Regions from separate parts of the Mus musculus genome. Here region 1 is linked to region 2. The links are chromatin contacts, called in public Hi-C maps. All regions are on one chromosome and are shown on one strand. Each heading gives the region's core, a stretch centred on a gene start, on an enhancer-like site or on the middle of the called end of the contact. The rest is flanking DNA. Distances are from core to core; before and after follow the strand shown.

Region 1 (7,630 bases), core at 102-2,601, 120 kb before region 2:
TGCAAGGGTTTTGGAGATGCGGAGTGTATTTGAAAATATTTTCTACTGTAACACAAAACTCAACCTCTGGAAGAAGACTTATCTCCAAGGTTGGCTAATTTAACAGCTCCATAATGTAACAAAAGAAATGGGTCCTTCCCTGCTTCCTACTTTGCTCAGAGATTTGGGTGTCAAATTGTCTCCTCACAGGCAAGAGGTGGCTGCTGAAGTTCCGGACATCACATACAGTCATGAGTATATGAGCACCATTTAAAGTAATCCTTTTCAGCACCCTGTTCAGTTTCTCTTCAGTTTCTTGGCCAAAACCAGCTCACAGTATGATTCATGTGTTAATAACTTGTATGAGTTAGGATTACACCATATTCTCTCAGTAAGGGACACCCTCAACAAAAGCAGGTTCTCTTGATAAAGATGGCAAGGGGAGTGGATTCTTTGAAGGTCACTGAGGGTGCCTGCCAACTAGAAGTGGAGACAGAGAAAATTCTGAACTGTCCCCAGAGAAGGCAGATTTTCCAGGTTGGAACCCCCCCCACCCCAATCTCAGCCAATCAATTCAGGCCTTTTCTTCAACAGAACTAAAGTTAGAGGGTCTTGGAGTAGCAAAGTCATTCTTAAACTCTGTCGGTCATGAGGTGAATTGGGGTAAGGGTTAAAAAAATGCCCATTTCAGATTTCCCAGTGAACACCTGAATAGAAGTCCTGGGAGGAGGAGGAGGAGGAGGAGGAGGAGGAGGAGGAGGAGGAGGAGGAGGAGGAGGAGGAGGTTGTTAGGACTCTGTCAGACGAGATCCTCAGGCAATTCAGATGGAATAGGATCTTGGAAACTAGCAGGCTCTATATTACAGGAGAGCCACACCTAGAGGGGAGACTTAATCTATCCCAGTTCCCACGGAGGGTAGGTTAGTCTCAGAGAGGGCCAGTAGGAAGCAATCCAGTGCGCGGAGTCTTTCTTTGTGCGGATGGGGTGGAACCATGATTCTTGTGAGTCTATCTGAACCGTAACACCTCACTACATTCAGTTCTTAAATGACCCTGGTCTGAGGCTTCATTTTGCAAATGGGTGCACACAGAACCTTGGGCAGTACGGACAGACAGAATTCCACCTCTCTTGGCTCAGCCTGTGTATCTTAGCAGCTCGATGGGGGCTCTGCGTTCTTCCCACTTTTTGAAGGTAACCAGGCAGGTCCAGCTGGGGACAAAGTTTAAGGGATTCTTGTCTTCTGAAGACATGAACTCCCCTGTGGTAGAAGAGCCAGTCCCTGCAGAGCTGTTGCCTCCCAGGAGGCCATTTCCATATGCACAGGGCTAGCCTGGCCAGCAGAGGTCACTGGGCGGGTACAAATGCGGCTTGCAGAGCAAGCTGTTCGGTGGCCGCCCCCGCGCCCTCTCTCAGATTCCTCCCTGCAGTCCGAAGCTGGGCGCTTAGAGCATGCTGCAGTTTTTATCTTGTTGAGAAAGATCGGGTGGCAGTGGGTGGCTGGTGCCGAGTGCAATAAGCCTGGCTGTGCGCCCTGGCCCCAGGGTTCCGACCACTACGCCCCTCCCTCGAGGGAACTGCAGAGATTTGCCTGGGATCTGCTGCCATTTTTCCTTCCCAGTCTGTATCGGGCCGCGGAGACTAGCCCAACCAGAGCCTTCAAACCAGAGCTTTTGCTGCCTGAAGCACTCCTGAAGCCATCATCAAAGCCTGCATGCAGGGGGTGGTGGGGGCCAGGAAAGTGGGTTAGCGATTTCATTTTAGAGCAAGAATACCCCAAACTCTTGGAGGGTCTTGCAGCAAGGATATTAAACATGAAGGCAGCAAGTCTTTGAATTCCTATTTAGCTGGGCATCTTGATAGGTTATTCTGCATCGTGGTCTCTGCTGCTGTACAAAGCATGTAGTGATCTTACCTGCCTCATGGGGGTGCTACAAGGCTCTAAATAGAAAGTTTGGGGGCAGAACCTGACACAGGGTCAGAGCTGTTCTTGTTTTGTACTCTTGATATCAATGCCAACATCTTTCCAGTCCCAAAGTCTACCAAAAGAAAGTGAGACTCCTTCAGTCATGGCCACTGCTGGCCTTGGAGCCGCTAATGCACCTCACTGCAGCAGAGGACGCCTTGAGCTCTCACAGGGCTTCTCCACCAACCAGAGCCAATAAACCATCCATCTATTGCCAGAGAATGGTCCTCAGGGAGCATTCTCTTTACCTCATGTCCTACCTTATTGTAGCTTATGGGTCTGTGGGCCCTTGGTGCCCTCACCAGGGTTTAAGTGAGGCCACGAGGGACAAGACTTTGCCGAGTGGTACAAGGAAGTGCTGTGTGTTTGGTTACATCTCTGTTTCCAGCAGATGGGCCTAGTCTTTGGCATTGTCTTTAGAGGACTCTGCAGGTCTTTCCTGTAGCTGTGGCTCCCTAGGCCCTCCCTGGTGACTATGTCTATTGAAAGAGCTCTTTGTACATGGCCATCTGGGAAAAGAATGGCAGTTGGAATGCCCCCGCAACTGCCTGCCAGTATCATTCAGCCCCCTGGGTGGGCGAGGGCCATATAGCCTGCCAGGAGCGTGATGATGCTCAACTGCAGACCAGATTCCTTAGTTCCCACGCACCACGCATGGCTGTCCCCTCTCTGCAAAGTGTGACAGAAGGAGCGATGGACTAGGACTGAGGAGACTTGAGTTGTCCTCGGGCAAGGTTCTTCACCTCTTTGATGGTAGGATTTTCACTTATACAGTGGTACAATGCACACACACACACACACACACACACACACACACACACACACACACACACACACACAGACCCTTGTACATGCTAGACAAGTATCTGCAATTGAACCACAAACATACCTTTAAAATAGAGATAATGGTAGCTGTGCTCCCCAGGAAGTCTAGAGGGATGGTGCCCGTAGGTCTTTGACAGAAATACAAGACTAGAAGTAGGTGGGTACAGTTCCTGCTGAGTTATTGAACTGCCATGAATTCTGCACTGGTCATTTTTGTGGGCAATCAAATGGTTGCCAAGCAGAGGGCACAAAGGAGACTGATGAGGGAGGACTTTGACCTTGGAGATTCTCTGCTCTCACTTTATTGTAGAGGCAGGGCTCACGTATCTGATGACAGAGGCACATACAACTTACAGACTTCAATTAATGTGATTAATGTGGCTCATCACCACAGGCCAGTTTCCTGAAACAAAGATTTTCATGCAGGATGTTTATTGGACAGGGTGTCCAATACAATGACAGCAAGATTCAGGGGGACAGAATGCCATTCTGTGCCAAAGTTGGGGTTCCAACTGTCCCTATAGAGGACTCTGAGAAGGATGGCTCTTCTGAGAGGTTCCTACTTCAGGTTGAGGAGCAAGGGCATCATGTCTGTCCATCAATTTGTCGTTGAATGGGAGTGTCTTTCATAGATGCCCGTGTCTTCTGGGGTAGGCAGTACTTGTAGAAGGAAATAGTTGTAAGTGGTCAGCAGCCAAGAGCTGTCAGCAGCTGTGAGCATGAGGTGTCCACCCTGCAAGTTGGCCTGTTCGGTGAACACCCCACTCCACTTGGAAGGACTCTCATGATGTCTAATACTAATGACCAGGCTCTATGATCAATGCTGACTTCTTGGAAACTTCTAGGGCAGGACAATTCATCTCCTTTTCTTTCCTATCTGTTTATATGATATTAGAGGGTGCATTTTAGAATGCAGAGGCTTTTTCCTAATCCTCAGTAGACTGGGGGTGAACTAACCCTCTACCACCCAACCAAGACCAAATAATAAGTTCAGTTGTTCTTTCATAGTGGTGGCAAGGTTTTGGAAAAGGTTGAAGGCAACATTTCTTCAGCCTCCTTTTTAGGCCTCCCTCCTTTGTGTTCTTTATGCATCCTTGTGACCAACTTCCCCAGTTACTGTTCTATTGCTGTGAAGAGACACCATGACTGAGGCAACCCTTCTAAAAGAGAACATTTAATTAGGGGCTGGCTTATAGTTTCAGAGGCTTAGTCCATTATCATCATGGAGGTGGGGAGCATGGCAGCACACAGGCAGACACGGCACTAGAGAATTAGCTGAGAGTTCTATATTCTGATCTGGAGGGAAGGAGGGAGGGAGGAGGGAGAGAGAGAAAGAGAGGGGGAGAGGGAGAGATAGATAGGTAGATAGATAGATAGTAGACTAGTATGAGGGTTTGAACCTCAAAGCCCATCCTCAATGACACACTTTCTCCAAAAAGGCCATGCTGTCCAACCCATCTAATCCCTTCAAAGAATTTAACTCCCTGGTAACTAAGCATTCAAACCTATGAGCCTATGGGAGCCATTTTTATTCAAATCGGCATACCACCCTACCTGTACTTAAACTGTCCCTCTATCTGACTTGCTCTTGTTTGTCTCAGACCCAGTTCAGGCACAACTCTCCTCCCATCCTTGGAATATGTGCCACTTTGCTGAGATAATGAGTTAATGAATAAACAGTTCTCAGAAAAGTGCAGAGTACTGTTCATACATTACACACATACATTTACACCTGCTGAGCTCCACTCCAATGCTAGTTACTGTTACTCGGTCCTTTGACATAATGTGCACTTCACCATCCTCAGATAGAACTATGCTTTACTTTAATGGCTTGCTTCCTTTTCCTTGGTAAGCAGATAACACATCCTTTCTTGATACCCATGCCTTCTAGCACAGGGCCTGACAGAGTAGATAATCAGTAAAAATATGTAAAACGAATGGAGGCGTTATACTTCTGGTGGAATAGTTAAAAAATACACTCCTTTAAAGGATATTTAATCAGGGATACTTAGGAGTGGTTCACTGACAATGGTCAGTTGTGGCACCTAGTTGTTTAATAATTACTGAATATTGAGTTCATGAGTTGATATAGGTAGATGGTTGGTTGGGCAGACAGATGGATAGATGGAAGATGGATAGATGGAAGATGGATAGATGGTTAACAAACTGTGGACTAATGCCAGGGTTTGCAAATAGGACAGGATGACGGGTGAGAAGAAAAGGACTAAAATTTCACTGATGCCAAACCAATCAGGGATGAACTGAGGAGGAGACACCTGCAGCCCTTGCAGCCAGCCGCTGTGATCTTGCTTAGAGGAGACTAAGGAAGTGCTGCCCCTGCAGGTCCCCACCTGCAGGGAGTGTGTCTGCAGGGAAGGTGCTTGGTCATTACTCACTCTGACACATCCCCAAGGTCATGACAAATGCTGTGTGCTGAATCAGGGAGAGGTGGGCAGTGGGTGGATGGACTTTGCTGGAGACAGGGAACCAGAAGCTACGGTATCTGGGTCTTAAGAGGACTGATAGAAAGTTCCCCAAGGAAAGAATTGGGGCCAGAGACAGTGACCTTGTAAGAGGCTATCGAGGCTCTCACCAACCCCCCCCCCCCCCCCGAGAACATGTGCAGGTCTATGCTTCATTTCAGGAAGTCCCGCCTCCAGAGAGATCTTGTATCTGAATGTTGGTGTGATAAGCAAGCAGGTAGTTGATAGGCAGAAATAGTTTGTTGACAGCCACTTTGGTGAGAGAGCTGGGGTCTGTCAGCAAGGGACCACACTAGTCAATTGTCCCCCACCACTGTGATGAAATTCTCGACATAATCAAGTTAAAAGAGGACATTTTTATTTTGGGTCATGGTTTTAGAGAGTTTGGTTCACAGTCATTTGGACCTCTGTTTCTTGGTCACTGTGAGTCAGAACATAACAGAGTGTGAAGAAAGGGGCTTTTCTTTTCTGGTGGACGGGAATCAGGGAGCAAGGAGGACACTGAGAGAGGAGTAACCTTCAGAGCTACATCCCCTCAGATCTACTTCTGCTAGTGAAACCCCACCTCCTAAAGTTTCCAGAACTAGCATCCCAAAATAGTCTTACCAGATAAGCATGTTTTCAGCCATGAGCTAGTGGAGGGCATTCCCTACTGAAGTCAATGATAGGGATGCTCTAGTGCCATGGCAGAGGGAATTGGTTAAGAGAGGAAGATAGAAGCTTGGTCCTTGCTCTACAGAACCCTTGCTGTTGGTTCTGGATGGGGCAGTACTGTTTCCCTAGAGACCACAAAAAGTCTGGGGGGGGGGGCTGTAATTCTACCTTGAAAGGACAATGCTTTATATTGGACCCATGTCCAGGAAGGAGACATGTTCTGGAGTCTTGTAATGAAGGACAGCTCTGCACAAGAAAGAATTCTCTCAGTTCCAAAAGTAGCATCCTCCCTAAGAAATGGAGTTCAGCCAAAAGGGTCATTTTATACTACTCATTTGCAGTGCTTGATTCTCTGTCCTGTTTTCCCCAACACACTTAACCCACTAACACAGCCCCTTTCTCCTCCTGTTCACTGTGAGCCAGAGGAGGGAGGTGGAAAGTAAGTGAGAAGTAGCTAGACCTTCTGCCTGTGGGGCAGGCTCCCTGCTATAGCAGCAGGAGTTCTGACCAATGCACTAGAGGAGGTGGGCTTCTGGGAAGTGCATAGGGAGAATTCTGTCCATTTTCTAGTTCTCTTTGTAGAGTCCCTGATGCCTCCAGACAGACCATCACGAGGGTGTGGCTAGGCGGGGCTTGCAGCTCCATTGCCACCCTATGATGGGTCAGGAGCTACCTTACCAGCCTCCCCATCTTGGCTCTTTCCTTAGGCTCAGGACTGGGCTGTCAAGTATAGCTTGGGAAGCAGGGAGGGAGGGTGAGTCTAGCACCACATGTCCTGGAAGGACAAATGTGAAAATATAAAAAGCTTCTGGTCTTGGGGCCGAGTCACACGACTGGGTGGCCTGCCACCTTGGCTGTCGAATTGTCAGTTCCTGGGAGGGTTGATGCTCCAGCTTCAGCTAGGGCGGGGGTGGGTGGGAAAAGCTGGGTTGTGAAGATAACAGGTCTTGGTTGAGTCATGATTGAACTCTCCTGCAGATGTCTTCCAGCTTCAGAGGAGGAAACTGAGGCCCAGGGCCGTGGCGGGCAAGGTGTACTCTAACTCAGACTTGAATCCTCTGATTCTTCACCTAGCCTTGCTTGTCCGTGGTGCAGCCAATGCCTCTCTCCTCGGCAGAAGCTAGTGAAGCTAGCTGAAGAGGAGAGAGCTCCCTAGGGTTTTTCCTGGAGGGTGGTGTGGAGGTTTGGGGGAAGTGTCAGCATCTTCTGTAGTCCTCTGCTTTTGGCCTAGAAAGGGCGATATTCAACCAACCATCTTTCGGGGGGATGGTCTAGGGGTCAGGCGACTAGTTCTGGCACCCTACAGGACCAGATCTGATGTCTTGAATGAGCTCAGTGAGGGCAGCTGGCTTCTGTAATGACAGGCCACTGAGCAGCTTGCAGGAGTTTAGTGACATTTTAGCTGCCAATTCTTTGGGCCACTTAGGAGGCAGCTGGGGAAGAAGGGATGGCTTGGTTGGGCTTGGACAGGAGGGCTTCGGGCAACTAGGCTCCTTAATAATTACTCTAATTTCACTTGACTGATCCTGGGTACCCCAAAGAGAAGTGGGGTACAAGGCTCACTCTGGCCTACTGATAGTCAGGAGTCTCTGTCTCCAGCTTCCTCAAGAACACTGCTTAATGCCCACAGATTGCCTTGAGTCTCCCCTGGGCCTCGGCTTGGCCAAGCAGCCTGGGCCAAGATGAGAGTGAAGCTGTCAATAATTCATGCCCCAGTTCCCCTTG
Region 2 (7,118 bases), core at 3,515-6,014:
GTAATCTCTTAATTTGATGTATATCATGAACTTATTTAATACAACAAGTGCATGGAGTACTACTTATTATTTTATACTACAAAAAAAAAAAAAACCCTAAGGAACAGAGAAGTTATGTAATGTTCTCAAGGTCATTCAGCAGATACCAGAGCCAAATCTTGCTGTATGACAGCAGAACAGCCTCTTTCAGCCACTTCAGTAAAAGCCTGCAAATACTAATGTAAGATGGCAGCATTCACCTGACACAAGGTACCGCTTTCTGTACCTAAAACATCCACCACGCCTAAATCAAAACACAGAACCTATAACCTTTAAGGAGTTTCCAATATGGCGACTGGAAACAGTTACATCACCTGAAAGCTCTGACTCAGAACCTGGGCTATTTCTCTGGTTAAGAAAACAAAAGGTCTCCTTCAAACTCCTCTTATTTAAGAAGCATAAAAAAATGGTCTAACTTTACTTATTTATTGAATTAATCAAGGTGTCTACATTTCAAAGTGGGAATAAAATTGTTACCTTTATGTTAAGGTCTTTTACGAGATTGCTATGTGTTTAACATCAAAATGGGCCATGAAAGAAACGTCTTTCTACCAAGAATATCAACTGTTACATCAAAATGTAGATTAATGTTCAAAGGTCATACAAGCAAAGGAAAGTAGGTAAAAATCCTATTTCGACACAAAGAACAAACAGAAGCCAGGTAAACATAAATTAATGCCTCTATTTTTTGTGTATTCCCTTTATCTTTCTTGTTATAGTTTCCATTAATACTTCCCACTATATATTAGGTAGGGTTATGAAAGTTTACCTGAAATGATTTTATGTCATGTACTCTAGAGGGACAGACTACTTATGTGTCATTAAATCCCAAAAGCAGTTGTGTACAATTCACATAACACACATAAGGCAAAAAGACTGTTGAAATAAAATGCTAATCATATTTCAATTTTAAGCATTTGTTTCAAGAATGATACCACAGATAATAAGTAATTATGTAAATTAAACTGGGCTACTAACCTAGCAGTTGTAGCATTTGCCTTTTATTCAGTTTAAAGGGGGAAACAAATTGTTCAGAAGCCAAGAGGGTTGGTTAAAGCAATGGAGTACTTTTCAGTTCAGCTTGGGAGAAAGCTGCTCAGAGGGGAATTTTCTGCATCCCTTTGCCATAAACATGGAAACCAAAAGATAACCAGAAACATGGGGAAAATGGGAAGAATTTCTTAATCTTTCTAAAGGCAACTGGCATGTAATATAAAACTGTCTGCTTTGCAAATATAAACCTAGTTATGAACAGAAATGTCCCTGGTTCCCTGCACAATAGACTACTTGTAGGGATCACATAGGACAGGGCTCACCTGATTCTGTCTGTCTGCTGGCAGCTCTCAGCATGTGGCTGTAACTTGCAGGTGTTCTTTCAAGTCTGATCATTTCCTGAACCTCCTTTTTGTAATCCACTCATTAAATTGTGCATCCTCCATATGTTTGAGGTTGATTCTGCTTTTCCAGTGCTGTGATGGTGACAGTCCTGTTGTGGGATCTGGATGTTTTTCTTTTTCTTTTTTTTCTTTTAAATTGAGGAACTCTGAAGGTATCTTGTAGTAATACTTTGGGTACACTGACTCTCACTGGCTTATGTACAGACCATGTTTATATTGTTGTTCTCATTTTATCTGTTGGCTTGCCATTTCTTAATGAAAACTGTACAGAACCATCTTTAAAAATTGCTACCAAACAACTGACATTTAATTCAGATCATGCCTTACGTGTAACGTTCCAAAGATGATAATTTCCTTTTTGATCCAGTCATTATGGGATAACAGCAATGATTTATATAAAATGTAAAAAAGCATTTTGTGATTCATTTAACCTCTATATAGTCTTACACTTAATTTGTGTGGTTTATTCAAATAGTGTTTTTTTCTTATGAAATCATGTAAGTAGGAACCATCTGGAAAGGTTACTGTAGAAACGGCAGGGCCTGGGGTGGGGGTGGGGCTAGAGAGCAAAAGATGCCATGACAACCTTTTTCGGGTTTCCCAGGAAACACGGGTTGCTATGGGAACTGCATCAGTCAGGTCCGAATTAGTAACTTCCGCTGGAAGGGGTGTCTGACACTTTAATCTTCCTGTGATACTGCAGAAGCTTATCTCTCGGATGCATCAGGAATTTCTGTTGTTTCTCCCGGCAGCACTGAAAATGAGTTTCTAGACTTTCGTAGATATTGGCTGGGGCATGAACTCACAACTTCATTGGAATCTGTGTCTAATGTTTTCAAAATGCTTTGCAAACTTTGAAGAGTTAATAGCCAGATCAGGACATTCGGGGCATTTCCCTTTTGGTTCAAAATTATTGTGAACCTTAAGTCCTTAGGGGAGAGATTCAAACTGAAAGATCAGTCAAAAACAAAATAAATTTATAGTGGGCTTACGCGTCAACGCTCTAGTTAGACTTTCCACCCACATATCCAGAGGTTAGGTAGTTACAATAACTAGTCCGGAAATAATATTGAAAAGTCCACCAGTCAGGAGCTTCATTTAGGTTCCGCCTCCTTTACTTAGTAAAGAAACAACTATCTTTTGATTTTGAGGTTAAACAGTTACTCTGACTCTATAGTTTCACTTCCTCTCAGGATGTGGCTGTAGGGCTCACACAAAAAAACCACGCTTAATGTAAGTTTGTTGGTCACAAAATTAAGAGACAGGGAGAGAGAGAAAAAAAGAGCTGAGAGAATGCAGCCCACTTGCAAAAACAGGCACCTGTTTCAGTATGAAGCAATAGGGAGAATGAAGTGTGCTTCCTCACTTCTTGTACTTTCCTTGATGAGTGGTCTGGAAATGTATAAATCAAGGGCATACACAGACCAAGGGGGCATGTTCCACACAATACTGGGCACAGAATTGGCAACCGTATCATATATTAGACATCAGTGAATATCTTCTTGATGTTGACACAGGAGTTGGGGTTATTGTTCGTGGTGCAAGTGGCTGTGGAGTTGCCCGTTTTGAAGGGGGTCTGCGGGAAGGCGCTGTGGTTCATACCCCCCTCTTCGATCACCATATACTCCGACTTACTCAGAGTGGAGTTACTCCGGGCTTTTCGGAGCTCCTCGGCTGAAGAGGAGAGGTGCTGGCAACTGCCCACGTGCATGTACTGGGCTTGCTCTTCCCCTTCTGTCTCCCGGTGGTAGAAGTAGTTGAAGTTGGAAACAATCACAGGAACTGGCAATGCAATGGTCAAGACACCTGCGATGGCACAAAGAGAGCCCACAATCTTGCCTCCTATGGTCACTGGGTGCATATCACCATAACCAACAGTTGTCATGGTTACTACTGCCCACCAGAAGGCATCCGGGATACTGTTAAAACCCGAAGAAGGGTCGTCTGCCTCAGCAAAGTAGACTGCACTGGAGAAAAGGATGACCCCAATGAAGAGGAAGAATATGAGCAGCCCCAGCTCCCGCATGGAAGCCTTCAGCGTCTGTCCTAGGATCTGCAGCCCCTTAGAATGGCGGGAGAGCTTGAAGATGCGGAAAACCCTTACTAGGCGGATGACTCTCAGGATGGCCAGCGACATGGCCTGCTGCCCATTACCTTGTCGTTCAGCCAGCTCAGTGCCCAGAGTGATAAAATAAGGAATGATGGCCACAATGTCTATCAAGTTCATGATATTTCTGGAGAAGGTGGCTTTACTGGGGCAAGCAAAGAACCGCACCAGAAGCTCAAAGGAGAACCAGATGATGCACAAGGTCTCCACCACGAAGAAGGGGTCCGAGAAGCTGGAGGCTCCAGAAGGGGCCCCCGACGTGCTGTTGTTGGCAGCCTCAAACACGTCCTGCGACGGGGAGGCGGGATAGTCTTTCTCATCGCGAAACTCGGGAAGCGTCTCCAAGCAGAAGATGACAATGGAGATGAGAATGACCAGCACTGACACAATGGCAATGCCCCGGGCCGGCCCGGAGCTCTCCGGATATTCGAAGAGCAGCCACACCTGGCGCTGGAAGTCACGGCGGGGCAGGGGTCGCTCCTCCTCCCGCAGGAAGCCCTCATCCTCACGGAACTTTTCCATGGCCTCCTCACCCAGCTGGTAAAAGCGGATCTCCTCGGAGAAGATGTCGATGGGCACGTTGACCGGCCGGCGAATGCGGCCCCCGGACTGGTAGTAGTAGAGGATGGCGTCGAAGCTGGGTCGGTTGCGGTCGAAGAAGTACTCATTGCGGAGTGGGTCAAAGTACCGCATGCGCCGCTTGGGGTCGCCCAGCAGTGTCTCGGGGAACTGGCAGAGGGTCTTGAGCTGCGTCTCGAAGCGCAGCCCAGAGATGTTGATGACCACACGCTCGCCGCAGCAATCTTGCTCGCCCGCGGCGGGCAGCGCGGGTGGCAGTGGCTCGTAGCGGTCGCAGCCGCCACCGCCGCCGCCACTGCCACAGCCTCCCTGAGGCGGGTCCCCGCCACCGCCTCCCGCCGCCTCTGGCTCCAGCAGGTGGTCCCCGGGCACCACGGTCATGTCTGGCGGCAGCTCGGCGTGGCCGGGGCTCTGCAGGATGCGCGCGCCGCCTCCTGCGGGGTCCGGTGCAGGGTGGGCGCGGTGATGGGTGGAGGGCTGCGGCGGTCGAGCGCGGGAGGCGGCGGTGCTTTCCTTCCCTGCTGGCGGCTGCCGGCCCGAGTCGCTCCTCCTGGAGCTCCCCGCCCCACCGCCGCCTCTGCCCTACGAGCCCGGCCCCGCCGCCTGTTGCTGCGGCTGCCGCGAGGCTCTGTCTGGGCTGGCGCGGCCCGCGGGGCTGCACGGTCCAGACGCCTCCTCCTCCCTCCTCCGCACCCCTCCCCGCGGGGCGCGCGCCCGCCTCTCTGCCACCGCCCCCGGGTTTCCCGCCCACCGCGCGCGCGCGCTCCGCTTCCCGCTTGCCACCCTTGTTCCTCGACCTTCTTTGTCACTGGATCGCCGCCAACTTGCACCCCACTCCCCAGACTCCGCGGAACCCCTACCCAGCCACGCTGGCCTTGGAGGAACCCGGCCGCCTGACCTCGTTCCTGGGCTCTGCTTGCTCGCTCCTGGTCAGCGCGCGTTCCCTTCCCGCGCGTGGTCGAGACCTAATCTCAGGGCTGTTATACCCACGCAAGGACCACACCTCATCCCTCGAAGGGAGGCCTCCTGGCCCTTGACACTTTGCCAAGAAGGGCAAGTTCCACTAGAGTAGGTAACAAAAAGTCCCAAGCAAAGGAGGCATCCAGGCATCCAGACCCTGAATGTCTTGGGAGGAGGGGCTGCAGGCTAGGTTGTCTGGGCTAGTGCAGGATAGGATAGTCTGGGGCCAGCATCCGGATTTAGAGGGGTAGAATAATGCTAAAACCTGGGTGTTGGTGCAGTAAACGATATTTTTGGACAGGAAGCAATGGGTTAATGGGTAACATGGGGTCTCAAGTCTTCCCAGCAGTCTAAAAAGAGGGTCCTTAAAGGCATCTGGAGACCTCATTTTTATAATGGTTAGCTCAGTGCGGGCAGAATCAGGGGCAAGTTTCTGGTTGGGATTAGTGAGGGCAGTGGAAAAAAATAAGAGGGAATGGTAAAGAAAATTCACCACACCTTACTGTGTGACGAACAGGCCCAATACCTAGCGTTTAATTAACACAATGATACCTGCCCTTGCAGTAGGGAACTCGAGAAAGTGTATTTTAGCTGTTAATGTGGGAAAGCCTTCATTTTGCAGATTGTGCCTCTCTTGCTTGATATGGGCCTACAGAAAATATTATCTCCCTTAAACTGTTTCTCTAAATTGTGCTGGTTGCTTTAAACATAATTTCTGTTCCCAGACATTTAGCTACCCCAAGTATAAGTACCAGAGTTACAAAATTCTGTTACCCCCTTGAATCATTGCAATCGTTTGCAAAAGAGGAACTATTGTCTAGACATTCACTCATTCCATGAAGTTAGCTGAAAATTCAGTTTGATGTAAGAGTGATCTGTCGTCATGTTTTTCTTACCCCCTCTCCCAACTACTAAACTATGATAAAGAGGGCTTGCCCAACTTCTGTTGTTAGCAACTTGGAAATCCTGGGATCTCAGCATTTGTTTGTTGTACTGAATTCTGCAACAAGTGATGCTTTGTATTTATTTCTGTCTGCTCTGGGGAGATATTTCTTCTTTTGAGTTCAGGACCCTATTGTGATTCCTGGGCTGGGGAGCGAGGGAGAGCTGAGCCAGCAGTCCAATCACCCTACAAGTTTCTAGAGCAGCATTTGGGGGTGTAACAAGCACCAGGTTTTCGTTTGTTTGTTTGTTTGTTTGTTTGTTTTTGTTTTATCATTCCTTCATGTTTCGCTTTACAACCATCTGAGTGCTGGGCACTGCAGAGAGTGGAGTCTATTGTCAGATGAAGAAACTGGGAAACCATTTAAATCCCTCTTAAATACACAGTTTCAGAGCAATCTGTTGTGCAATGGTCAGCTTCTTATTTTAACCAGTGATTAGGGGAACAGTTGATGAATATTTACATATTTATTTTTGTAAATCTAAGATTGGGAAAGACGGAGTGTCACAAGGAGAGCTCACTGAGAGGCAAAGACCCTATTTTTAAAGACTGTTTCTTGCACTTCTATGTCTGACTGGGGAGATGATTTATTCTTACTTTTGCAGGAATTAATACTGAAATTAATATTAATCAAAGGCAAAGGAGATGAGAGCAGAGGATGGTCCCGTGATGGATGGTCACACGTTTCTCCCTGCTGTAAAGTATCTCTCTTTCAGAATGCCTATTCTCACTGCTTTCATCCATTTGCTTTGTCTGGAAGACCTTGATGGCCTTATTAGGACAGCCCTTATCTTAGAATTGAGATCTAGAGAAGTTTAGCAGTTTAGCTCACATAGCTGGTTAGTGACAGGGCTGGTCCTAAAATCTTGGATCGGTCCCAAATCTAGTGTTTGCAGTATTATATTACACTGGGAAACACTCATGCTGATCACCGTGAGCACTTGATAAATACTGGATTTCAAAGAGCAGCCTATTTGCCTCTGATTGCTGACTGTTCTCTTTCAATTCATATTTATTTGAACTGAAAACCAGTGCCTTTTGATGGCTACTTGTTCGCCTATAGGAAACGGGCTGGTGGGAGCGTTCCAGCCCT

The links. A called contact is a pair of places that touch in the nucleus more often than the background predicts.
Region 1: a Hi-C map of cerebral cortex shows a contact between it and region 2, with 2.1 times the contacts expected there. The contact joins the enhancer-like site here to the promoter of Kcna3 in region 2. A contact is called at or near these places in 4 of 484 Hi-C or Micro-C datasets (CD8 T cells, DN3 thymocytes, cerebral cortex and 1 more), 3 of 115 datasets of contacts at active chromatin or transcription factors (CD8 T cells, double positive thymocytes and embryonic stem cells) and 1 of 9 other capture datasets (embryonic stem cells).

Annotation. Positions count from the first base shown.
Region 1 is chr3:107,153,937-107,161,566 of GRCm38.p6, reverse strand. No RefSeq gene overlaps it. Among named protein-coding and RNA genes, the nearest start is that of Kcna10, 25 kb to the left of the region's middle. Within about 2 kb of position 1,351, at least 33 of the 459 cell types and tissues checked have an H3K27ac peak or open chromatin away from gene starts, as enhancers often do. A contact at or near this core is called in cerebral cortex, where this site is marked.
Region 2 is chr3:107,033,808-107,040,925 of GRCm38.p6, reverse strand. Kcna3 (potassium voltage-gated channel, shaker-related subfamily, member 3) reads right to left here and starts at 4,764. Exons shown (of 1, transcript NM_008418.2): 1 at 2,797-4,764. The coding sequence starts at 4,503. The coding sequence ends at 2,917. It overlaps AI504432 (expressed sequence AI504432), which reads right to left and starts at 1,422. Exons shown (of 2, transcript NR_033498.1): 1 at 1,356-1,422. It overlaps Gm38712 (a long non-coding RNA gene), which reads left to right. Exons shown (of 4, transcript XR_003954542.1): 4 at 1-1,360.